Regions from separate parts of the Sus scrofa genome. Here all the other regions are linked to region 2. The links are chromatin contacts, called in public Hi-C and HiChIP or PLAC-seq maps. All regions are on one chromosome and are shown on one strand. The core of a region is the stretch at or near the end of the contact, and the rest is flanking DNA. Distances in the headings are between cores, read along the strand shown. Region 1 has its middle 36 kb from the start of FOS. Region 2 overlaps TMED10 (transmembrane emp24 domain-containing protein 10). Region 3 has its middle 13 kb from the start of FOS.

Region 1 (3,652 bases), core at 249-2,748, 72 kb before region 2:
ATTTCCCCATCCGGCCCCTGCAAGCCCTGTCTTTGATTCTGGTCAGGTTCTCCTTCCTGCTTCCCTTAGCAGCTCCCTTCTTGGGAAGGCTCTGAGGACTCCGTTCCCTTCAGCCCTAGGTAGCAGGCTTCCAGATTCTTCCAGTTTTCTTCATGGACAACTCCCTAGTCCTTCTTTCTAAAATCCCTCAGAAGGGCTTTGACCAGTGGAAGAGAAGGGTCGCCAAGGTCTTTCAAAGAGCAACCAAGAAATAGCACCTCAGTCACATGACTAGAAACGGGAGCCCCACCTGCTGTGGCTGCACGCTGGTGACGGGGAAACCCAAATCAGAAACAGAAGCGCCAGCCCGAGGCCACACATTCTGGCGTCCTCCAAGAGCCAAGCCGTGTCTGTGCCAAATCTTCCCTCCCTGAGGGAGTGGATGCCTTATGGGTCCTGTCATGTCGGTCAGAATATACCCAGAGATTATACGCGGGGGACACAGCTCACCAAGCACAGGACGTCACCTGTCCCCTGCTTCTGTTGGGGGGCAGGATAAACACCTGCTTGGCGAGCTCATCAGGCTCTGTTAGGTTTGTTCTCGGTGGATAATTTATATTTTGGGATAACGGGTTCTTCCAAATCCATAGACTAACGATCTGTGTCATATTAAGACTCTGATGTATGTTTGTCCATCAACACTGACATATTTCAAAATATTTATTAAGATTCAATACAGGGAGAAACAAAGATAAATTAGATACCATGCAGGACTCAACTAGCAGGAAACTATCTTTACATAGTAGCCCCAAGACTGGCACTATAGAGGTTTTTGGATTGATAATGAAAATTTTCCCAGTAAGATTGGTACCCAATGGTATGGAAAGTGCCATCTTCTGCCATCCCTAAACTCAGTCTTTCACGTTTGTTCATCTGGCTGCTTGCTCCTAATTCCAGATGAAAAAATTCCTGCTGTTCAGAGGCAGAGCCGTTTGTGTATAATTTATGAAACTCTTGGGTTCCTTCAAAATGAAAAGAGTTACCGAAATAGATGTTATTCTTATTGCCATGCCAACAGCAGACCCAAAACAACATCTCACAAACACGCTCTGTCCTAAAGCCCAAACACACACACTCACGTTCCTCCATCAGAAAGATCTTTCCATTTCCTTCAAAAACAAACCTCCTTCACGTACAATCCCCGCTCCCAGGAGTATAAGCAGACCTCCTGTCCCAGTGAGCTGGCAGGAACACGCGCACACCACACACACATACACACACACACACTCCTCCAGCACAGACCTCCCTTCTCATTCCCCAGGAGCTCTCGGGGGTGTGTGTGTGAATGTCTAAACTGATGACATATTGTGACAGAACGCGCAAGAGTGAGGCACAGCCACAAAGCAATGCAGGTCAGAGCAATAGGCTTTATATAACCCAGAGCCACAGAGAGACCCAAAATAGCAGCCTCCCTGCTGCTCAGTTAGTCTCCTCCATCAACCAGGGATAAAATTAGAGCAGGCACTGACGCGCACCTGCGTCTGCACTGGGACTCCAGGGAGACAGTGAGAAGCAGTTCCACACTGCCATCGGCCGTGCAGACTGCCAGCTTCTTCAGGCCCAATCTGTCACAACACAGAGAGGGGTGTGTGTGTGTGTGTGTGTGTGTGTGTGTGTGTGTGTGTGTGTTGTTGTGCATGGGCTGTAGGTGTGCACCACGTGGAGGCTTGCTCTGAGGAGAACATTTCAAGGGAAGAGCCGAGAGCTAGTGCAAGGAGCTTGGCTGTACTGGGCTTTGAGAAGGATGTTCCAGGCTTTTCTTTTTCTTTTTCTTTTTTCTTTTTTTTTTTTTTTTTTGCTTTTTAGGGTCTCACCCGTGGCATATGGAGGTTCCCAGGCCAGGGGTCAGATCAGAGCTACAGCTGCCAGCCTACACCACAGCCACAGCAGCACAGGATCCGAGCGCATCTGCAATGTACATCACAGCTCACGGCAACACTGGATCCTTATAACCCACTGAGTGAGGCCAGGAACCAAACCTGCAACCTTATGGTTCCTAGTCGGATTCGTTTCCACTGCCATGACGAAAACTCCTGTTCCAAGTTTTCGGGAGGAAGTCAGTTCCCACATCAGTCCCCTTTTTACCCCACTGTTCCTCTTCACTTCCTTCCACATCGCTTCTCTCCTCTCTTGGCCTATATGGGATCAAGGTTCCTCCGAATGCCCAACACTCCAACCTCCTTCCTCAGAGCAAACAAACAAAAACAAAATCCTACTGTGTTTATTTAAGTCCAAGCAATCACACACAATCTGGATTATTAAAAGCTTGTGCCAAGAAATAAAAGAAGAAGGGAGTTCCCATCGTGGTACAGTGGTTAACGAATCCGACTAGGAACCATGAGGTTTCGGGTTCGATCCTTGGCCTTGCTCAGTGGGTTAAGAATCCGGTGTTGCCATGAGCTGTGGTGTAGGTCGCAGACACGGCTCGGATCCCATGTTGCTGTGGCTGTGGCATAGGCCGGTGGCTACAGCTCCGATTAGACACCTAGCCTGGGAATCTTCATATGCCGTGGAAGCGGCCCTAGAAATGGCAAAAAAAAAAAAAAAGAAATCAAGAAGAGGGATGAAGCTGGGTGGATTTGGCTGGCTATTCTGACAGCCTCAGGGCCTTGACCTTGTCCAAAACTTTGATCGCTACTCACAGGTGTAGCAGGCGGAAATGCTGTTCAGCTGAGTCAGTTGGGGGATTTGTTTTCTTTTTCTGACAGAGAGGAGGCAGAGCAAAAAAAAAAATTTTTTTTTTCAAAAACAAAACAAAACAAAAAACAAGCCAACAAACAAACAAAAAATAGTTACAGGTTTGTTATCTTGATCATTGGGTACCAGACATAAACTCCGAGGGAGGAAGCTGACCCCAGGAACCAGAGACCAGAGATAATACATGGATAGTGCAGATAAGACAGAATGAGGTTGGGCTGTGTGTTTGCTTTTTGCTTTTTTTTCTTTTGAAAAAAGAGTCATCGTTCTAATTACTTCTGAAATTCTACTAGTACACGTTCATTTCTAAGGTTGGGGGCGGTGTTTCTGTTCTTGGAGTTCTGTTTTATGTAAATATTTCAGAGAGTGATAACATATGAAACTATTTCACAAGGAGGTATCAATGATTTATTAGATCCCTTTCCTTTTAACGTAACCCAATAAATCCTAGAGCTCCCATGCGGCCCAGGCTCTGCACAGTATCATCTTCTAAAACAAAACAAAATAAAACCATACATATAGGAGAAATAATCTAAACTAATTAAAAACTAGTTTTTGAATTAATTCCTATTTTTAGCTAAATATTGAGAAGAGAGAAAGAGAGAGGGAAAAAAAGAATCTGATCAGTAAACATAGCCTCTTTAAGCCTCATGTCTCTCCTAAATTCCTTAAAACGTCCAGGCACCAGCCCTTGTGGATATTTCTCTCCCTCTCCTAGCTTCTCTCTTAGCTCTTTATTTTGGTGTAGATTGACTAGAACCTTTGGCTTCTTCTAGACATCTCCAGACTCCCCACTGTTTGGCTTCTCCATGCACAAAAAAGGAGTGTCCAAAAGCCGACTCAGTAAGAACTGGGCGTGAGGGTCCAGGAAGAGTGTGGATACTCATCCTGTTAAACCAACAGAACTGTGATGCAC
Region 2 (3,850 bases), core at 1,238-3,737:
CCACGATACCAACCAATGGGATGGGCTGTCTCTTCTGTGCAAGAGACTATATGGTCTGGACTCAGGTGGTCTGTGGTTTTGTGGTTTCACTCGTGTTTGAATAATGCTGAAGCTGTGCTGTGGTGAACAGACAGTGGGAAGAATCTGTTTGGACCAGGTGGAGCTGTGAGCTGCTTGGATTTCACAGTTTTTTAAATGAGGAAGGAGAATCAAAATTTTTGTATTGAATCTCTTATGGGCGATGTTATGATCAGCACTGCACATTGGATTTGGGAGAAGAGAACTCTCTGGGTGTAGTTTTTTGTTTTCTTTGGGAAACATTGGTTCAGTGCTCAGAAGCTATCTGTGACTTGTCTTAATTTCTTGATCCTACTGTTCTTTCTTATTTTATTGCTCTCAAATTTATCTTTCTAGTCTATCCAGAAGAATTTCTTTCTTTTTTTTTTTTTTTTTTTTGGTCTTTTTTTGTCTTTTTAGGTCCACACCCATGGCATATGGAAGTTCCCAGGCTAGGAGTCTAATTGGAGCTGTAGCCGCCAGCCCATACCACAGCCACAGCCACGCCAGATCCGAACTGTGTCTGCAACCTACACCACAGCTCACAGCAATGCTGGATCCTTAACCCACTGAGAGAGGCCAGGGATCGAACCTGTGTCCTCATGGATGCTAGTCAGGTTTGCTAACCGATGAGCCATGACAGGAACTCCAAGAAGGATTTCTTTACTGTCTTTTAAACATGCCACACACTCCTTTCAGTAAGTCTTTGCTCATGTGTTTCCTTCTGCCTACCATACCTTGTCTGCCTTCAGGTGCTACCTCTTGAGTAAAGTCTGTCCACAACTAATCTCTCACCTCCTCTAACTTTTGCTTCATAGCTGGGATTATCTGAACCTTTTTTTTTTTTTTTACCCTTAAAGTTTTATACTGCTTTGCATTTTCACTGTAGCTGTTATGCATATTTATGTATTAGATGCCCATTGTATTATTTGAAGGCAGAGATTGAAATATCTAGCACAGTTCTAGTTCCTAGTGAGCTCTAAATGAGTAGTTATTGATTTGGCTTCAGTCCATCTCAGAAAATCTCCAGTGTCTCTCAGTGTTCAGTGCATTCTCTGGCTTATGGTCTTAGGAACCCAAGTGCTTAAGTGGCACCGTTTCCAAAACTCCTAATTTCATGCAGGCAGTTTTGAAATTTATAAGTAATCGGGTAAATTCCAGGGAATTGGGACTGAGCAATTTTCTGGGGCTCTTTTGAACCACTCCAGTCCCTTTACTCCCACTTGATGATTTAAGATTAGAATTCTTTCTGATCAAGCTGAATCAGATTACTTTTTCCTAGAGTTCCTGTGGTGGCTCAGTGGTAACGCACCCAACTAGTATCCATGAGGATGCAGGTTCAATCCCTGGCCTTGCTCAATGGGTTAAGTATCTGGTGTTAGTGTGAGCTGTGGTGTAGGATGCAGACCCATCTCGTATTTGGCGTTGCTGTGACTGTGGCATAGGCCAGCAGCAGCCCTGATTCAGCCCCAGCCTGGGAACTTCCATATGCCATGGGTGTGCCCCTAAAAAGATCCACCCCCCCAAAAAAGGCAGATTGCCTTTTCTAATATGAACATTGCTCTGTTGATCCTACTATCCCAAATTAACATTCCTCTTTTAAGAAGTATCTCCAAGAACTGTACTCTTTTTGTCAAGTTTCTTCTTGGGCTCTTCTCTTGTAAGGGTTTTGTGGGACTAGTTCTATAACATTTTGTTTACTTATTGAAATGGCCTTACATTGACCAAAATACTTTAGTCCTATAAAATATTAGATAAATGCTGTGGTCTTTTCAGTACTTGTATTTGTATTAAGTAAATTCAGGCTTAGCGTGTATGCAGTAATCCTTCTCTCAGAATTTCATGGGTCAGCCTTTTTAGATGTGGAAATGTACTTTTCGGCCTAAGCTGGTGCCCACTACCTCCGGGTTTGTATGCCAGTCAGTTGTATGATGTTTTGACTTTGGAGTTTTATTTCCTAATCCAATAAGCCAGTGTGTTTTCTCTTCTCTGGTTCTATTCCTCTGTGGTGCCAACTACATATCTTGTGTGCTGCTCCCTCAGAGATGTTTGCCAGCAGCGTGTTCTCGTTGCTTTCTGGCCCCCCTCACAGATAGAGGCTTTGTCTGGAATGCTTGTGATTTTTAGCCAGAGCCAGGAATTTTCTGCAGCTGAGTAGGGGGAGGAGTTGAGGCTATTTCCCTCTATTGAGAGGGTAGGGGTTAGGGAGGGAGAGAGAGGGTGGGTGGGTGATTTCCCGGAATTTTAAATATTCCGCACAATGAATCCTTTGATTTCTTTCTCAGGAACAGGGCGGATACCTGACCAACTCGTGATCCTAGACATGAAGCATGGAGTGGAGGCAAAAAATTACGAAGAGGTATGTCCTGCTGTAACAGCCAGTAGAGGCAGCAGCATGCTGGTCTGTGAGGTTTCTGTGACCTAGTCAGGCCAGCAGGCTGTGCTTTGCCCAGAAGGCTGTGGTTTTCTCAGCAGTCATGTGACAACCAGCTTGATATAAAAAGTTATGTTAACAGCCTTGAACAATAATTCTGGCTGTGCTGTCAGCCAAGTGACTGGACCAACTGTCCCATAGAAATGTTGGTATGATGAAACACTTAAGTATATGCTATTAGTGCTCTTGAGACAGAAACCAGATATATAGTTGTAATTTTTTAAAGCCGGAATTCATTTATATGTTAATGTTCAAGGTTAAGAGAAGTGATTTGGTTTTAATCCCTATGGCTTTTATTCCCAGAGTGACAGCTATGTATAAAACTAGGGCATGGATTCATTGCTATTTAGACTTGAACAACTGTGCTGTCTTTGAGAAATGTAGTAGTCAAAAGTAGCTTTTAGTTAAAATAATTTCAATTTCAAATTTTTCAGAAAGAGAGCAAGATGGAAGAAAAACTGCAAGAGATTAGGTGTGTTTTGTTTTGCTTTGTTTTTGTTTTGCTTTTTTACCCTCGGCGAATGGACGTTCCCATGCTAAGGATTGAATCTGAGATACAGCTGCCAGCCTACCCCACAGCCACAGCAACGCCAGATCTGAGCCACATCTGTGACCTACACCACAGCTCATGGCAACGCTAGATCCCTAGCCCACCAAGTGAGGCCAGGGATCGAACCCACCTCATGGTTCCTAGTCAGATTTGCTTCCACTGCGCCACAGCAGGAACTCCGAGATTAGGATTTTTGCTAACCAGAAGTATCGTAGAGAACAAAAACAGACCTTTATTTGGGTGGTAGGAAGGTGGAAGTGTGCATAGAATAAGGGGAAGGGGGACTGAGCCCTTCCTATCCCTTTCATGAGAGACTCTGGAGGCAGCACAAAAAAGGCTCTTCAAATGAAGAGCACCTTTGAAAAACCACAAGAACTATTTAAGATTGGAGGATTGATCTTTATAGAAAGATTAGCATGTTTTTACCCAGATCAGAGTCTTTCTACAACAGTACCCGAAGGCATGAAGAAAAGATGGGGTGTAGGAAATACAAATGGCTTTTGAAGAAGGTAAACTGAATAAACAAAGGAAAGTTGCTTTAAGTGATTTAAGCAAATTCTCTAGAAATGATGGAGCGGGAGAAATTGTTCTATCTTTGGTCAGAACTTAGAAGGGAAATATCCTAAAATGGAAGAAGACTGGAAGCCACTGGCTGCTTCTTCAACAGGAAGTAGTACTGCAATAATTGCAGCTCTCCAGGTCTTGCCTCTTTTTCCTAGTTCATGGGTTCAGTTGAACAAAACTAGACTGAGTTATTTGTAGGCAGGAAACAGGAGCAATTGATGGAGCTGTGAGTGGAAGACAGTTCC
Region 3 (3,756 bases), core at 951-3,450, 120 kb before region 2:
CCCAGAACCTGGCCTCCACTCTCAAGGAAACAACAGTAAAGACAGCATGTCTGTGCACGGCAGTATTTCATAAGATACAGAGGAGAGGAGTCAGAAAAGTTGTTAACAAAGGAAGCGGAATTTGAAATAGCGTTTGAAAGAAGGGGCAAGCTTTGGCTAGCAGGAAGGGAAAAAAAGCAGTCCAGGCAAGAGAAACAAGAGAAGCGTGTTCTCTGTCCAAATAAACCAGATGCTCAGAAATAAACTAAAGAGAGGAAAATCTGGGACTGAGGTTTTTCTGCCAAGTTTTGCTATTTCCATCAGGGTAAACAAAGAAAATCTTTTCCCCCAGCCCTGCTGCCGTTACTGGAATTGGAGAATGTCCACCAGGGGGCAGAGCTGCCACTTCTGCTGCTAGAGCCCCAAGTGCAATCAAGCGAGAAAGGCGAAGGGTCCCAGACTCTTCAAATCTACCGGGTGGCTGGGATGGCCCGGGCCGATCCGTGGGCATCAGTCTTCTCGGTCTGAGCTTCCAAGGAGCAGAAAAGGGGTTTCCATCAGGCTACAGATGCCTTCTGCTATCGTCTTGACTGAGAAAAACTTAATGGGAGGCTTTCGTAACTTTGAAAAATGACCAAGTGCTTGTCTAAGACTGGTTGCAGGACAGCCAACTCAGGTTCTCTGGACGAGGGGAGCCATTCCAGCCACTGGGAGGGGGAATGCGTGTGGTTTGGGGGGACTACACACCTCCTGACCATCACCCCCAGGCCCTAGGGTTATGCTGAGGGCTATATGGGGCAGTAGGCTGCTACTGGCACCCTTTAGGAGTCCTGAAGTCAGTATTTAGCCTTACTGTACATTCCACTATCTGAGCCAGGCAACAGGGTCCTGAAGCCACAAGAACAGAGGGGGTTAGAGGTGAGGTGGAAGAAACACTAGTTTGAAATGCCCGAAATCTTGACATTTATCTCTCTAACTAGCTGTGCAAGTTTGTAGGGCTGAACCAATTTCTCTGTCTCAGTTCCCCCATTTGTAAAATTCAAAGGCTGAATTAAAGGAATATTATCTGATGTGCGTTCTAGCTCTGAAATTATGAAAAGCGCACACTCCTTGGGCCAGAAGAACTGAGGAATGGGCAGGGGTTAGAGCGGGGGCGGAGCTGGGGGGGGGGGCGTGGGATTTGCAACCAAGCATCTTGAAGAGTTAATCCCACACCCGCAGTCGGCTCCCCCAGCAGTGGCCACTGCGGCACTGCCCGCCCCACCCCCGCCCTCAAGGCCAGACGGCACACACCCACGGCTCCCTCCGAGACTTCTGGAATCTCACTACATTCCTCCCAGGAATGTTTATTGCCCTTTACATCTGCAAATCGCTATACATCAGCAACCCTGCTGCGCGATTATTAATCATCGCGGCAATATTCCTTCTTCCGCCTGTAAGAGGAATTGCGGGGGTCTGGATTTATGAAGGTGAAATCCGAAGGTAATTTGCCTGATTCATTCAATTACCAGCTAACTACAGTTAATCAAGTGCCTAGTATGAGCAAGGCACAGAGAGACTCATAAATCCAATTACTATGGGGTTCCGAATTGAGGGGTCCGAAGTGTAAGGGTCTTCAAAGAACCTCACTGATATTTCACTATGTCATGCCCCCCATCAATTAAAAAGTGACGGATGATCTCCCCTTTCAAGCTTGATGACACTGGGCCCCACCCCCACAGTTCATTTTACCAGGCTAGGTACCTGGAAGTGACCTTCCCAAGGTCACTTATCCCCCAAGGCACAGCAGTCATCCCAAAACCTCAGTCTTCAAAGCTTTCCACTGGGCCATGGGAGAATTTTAAAATCAAGCCTATAAAATGTAATATGGAGTGAGGCGAGGGATGGCTGTTTCCATGATTTCCGGGCACAGAGTGAGAAAATCGTGATCCCAGCTCACCCACCCAAAGCAGACGAGACAGCCCAAATCTTGGCTGCAGCCTTAACAAGACAAGATATGTTTGGGACCCCTGCGCTCATCTATCAGTCATCCACGCCCTCCCTCGGGGTCCCCATCGCCACCGCCCCTCGCCTCCGTTCAGGTCCCAGGAAAAGGTAGCGGGTGGCGTGGAACACAGGGGCCGAAGCCCCCCCACGGGGGCGTGGCCGGGGACAGGGGCGGGGCGAGGCCGGAGTCCGGCTCTCAGACTCCTCCCTACCCGCGACGCGGCTGTTGCGCCAAATATGGGCAGAGCGGAAGCGACGGACAGACGTCACGGCGCCGGGCGGGGGCCGCGCTGCGGGGCAGATGACGCGAGGCGCTGACGGCGCCTACGTGTCACCATGGAAACCAAACAGTAAATAGAGGGCTTGTGAGCTCCTGGCACTGCCTGACCCTGCGACCTGGCCTGGAGCAAAAGGCCGGAAGCTGGGAAGGGCCGGGAGAGACCTGGGCTTGGCAGACGAGGGCAGAGGCGCGGCGAGGGTGCTGAGAAGGCGGAGAGGGGATGCCGAGAGAGCACCCTCTCTGGCAGGTCTTTGGGAAACCGGCTGTCCCTCAGCCGAGGATCCAGCAGGGGCAGGTCAGGAATAGAAAGAAGGAAGCCTGCCTGTCCTTTTTGAAGGGCTTCCTCGGCCTGCAAGGTTGTTGGGGAAATTGGTTTTGCTTTGTTTTATCTTACTGGTGTCTAAAATTCAATCATGGGAACCACACTATCCAGACTCAAATTCTAGCTCCCACCACTCTAGGTGGATAATCTTGAGCAGATCATAATCCTCCTGGGCCCCTACACGATATTATCCATAAAATAAGGATACTAGAGCGTGCCCATTGTGACTCAGCGATAACAAACCTGACTAGTATCCATGAGGATGCGGGTTCAATCCCTGGCCCCTCTCAGTGGGTTAACGAGCCGGCCTTGCCCTGAACTGCAGTGTAGGTCGCAAATCCGGCCCACATCAGTTGTTGCTGTGGCTGCCTGGGAACTTCCATATGCCATTTATTACTTTTAAATTCTCAGCAGGTCATATGACCCCTTGTTGATGACAGACCCTGGTGTGACCCCCAATAATTCCTGCCTCCAGGTGTCCATGTAGGGGATTTGGGTTTCCCTCCCCTTGAGTGCAGGTGGAACCTGAGACTTGCTTCTAAGCAGCAGAATAGGGCAAGGGTGATGGGATTTCACCCCTAGATGATGTCATTTTACATAGACATGCAGACCTAGTAGGTTCTCCTGGTGGGCTAGATACAGCGAGCAGCCATGTTGAGGAAGCTCACACATCAAGGAACTATGAGCGGCCTCTGGGCCTGAAGGTGGCTCCCCTGTGACAACCAGCAAAAGCTCAGGACTCAGTTATCCAATCCCAAGGAAGTCAAGTCCTCCAACAACCTGGATGAGCTCAGAAGCAGACTCTTCGCCATTCAAGCATTCAGCTGAGAATGCGCTTGGTTGACACCTTGCTTACAACCTTGTGAGACCTTGAACAGAGGACTGATCTAAGCTGTGCCTGGACTCCTGACCCACAGAGGCTGGGAGATAGTAAGTGTGTTATTTTAAACTGCTCAATTTGCAGTAATCTGTCAAACAGAAGTAGAACACTAGTCCACCGCCTTTACCTGTACCTGGAACTTGCCTGGCGTCCCACTGTAGCGTTGCATACACTGCTCGGGCTCTCCACCTTAAATGATACGGGATGGGCCCCTTCCATGCATTTCCACAGTCATCATCTAACATTGTCATTGTCTTGAAGCTGGAAGGGAGGTTGTTTTGTTTTGCTTTTTAGGGCCACACTCACAGC

Evidence for each region. Hi-C and Micro-C count contacts between places; a contact is called where the count stands out from the background. HiChIP or PLAC-seq counts read pairs in DNA pulled down with a chosen protein or histone mark.
Region 1: a contact with region 2 is called in an H3K27ac HiChIP or PLAC-seq map of skeletal muscle. The contact joins two enhancer-like sites. A contact is called at or near these places in 11 of 47 Hi-C or Micro-C datasets (alveolar macrophages, blood, epiblast stem cells and 8 more) and 2 of 2 datasets of contacts at active chromatin or transcription factors (alveolar macrophages and skeletal muscle).
Region 3: a Hi-C map of embryonic fibroblasts shows a contact between it and region 2, with 7 times the contacts expected there. The contact joins two enhancer-like sites. A contact is called at or near these places in 3 of 5 promoter capture datasets (fetal liver, fetal skeletal muscle and liver), 38 of 47 Hi-C or Micro-C datasets (adipocytes, adipose tissue, alveolar macrophages and 19 more) and 2 of 2 datasets of contacts at active chromatin or transcription factors (alveolar macrophages and skeletal muscle).

Annotation. Positions count from the first base shown.
Region 1 is chr7:98,411,452-98,415,103 of Sscrofa11.1, reverse strand. No RefSeq gene overlaps it. Among named protein-coding and RNA genes, the nearest start is that of FOS, 36 kb to the left of the region's middle. Within about 2 kb of position 1,498, at least 33 of the 83 cell types and tissues checked have an H3K27ac peak or open chromatin away from gene starts, as enhancers often do. A contact at or near this core is called in fetal skeletal muscle, retroperitoneal adipose tissue and skeletal muscle, where this site is marked.
Region 2 is chr7:98,340,333-98,344,182 of Sscrofa11.1, reverse strand. It overlaps TMED10 (transmembrane emp24 domain-containing protein 10), which reads left to right. Exons shown (of 5, transcript XM_001926711.5): 3 at 2,343-2,416. Among named protein-coding and RNA genes, the nearest start is that of NEK9, 20 kb to the right of the region's middle. Within about 2 kb of position 2,487, at least 46 of the 83 cell types and tissues checked have an H3K27ac peak or open chromatin away from gene starts, as enhancers often do. A contact at or near this core is called in adipose tissue, alveolar macrophages, brain and 10 more, where this site is marked.
Region 3 is chr7:98,460,860-98,464,615 of Sscrofa11.1, reverse strand. No RefSeq gene overlaps it. Among named protein-coding and RNA genes, the nearest start is that of FOS, 13 kb to the right of the region's middle. Within about 2 kb of position 2,200, at least 79 of the 83 cell types and tissues checked have an H3K27ac peak or open chromatin away from gene starts, as enhancers often do. A contact at or near this core is called in adipose tissue, alveolar macrophages, brain and 10 more, where this site is marked.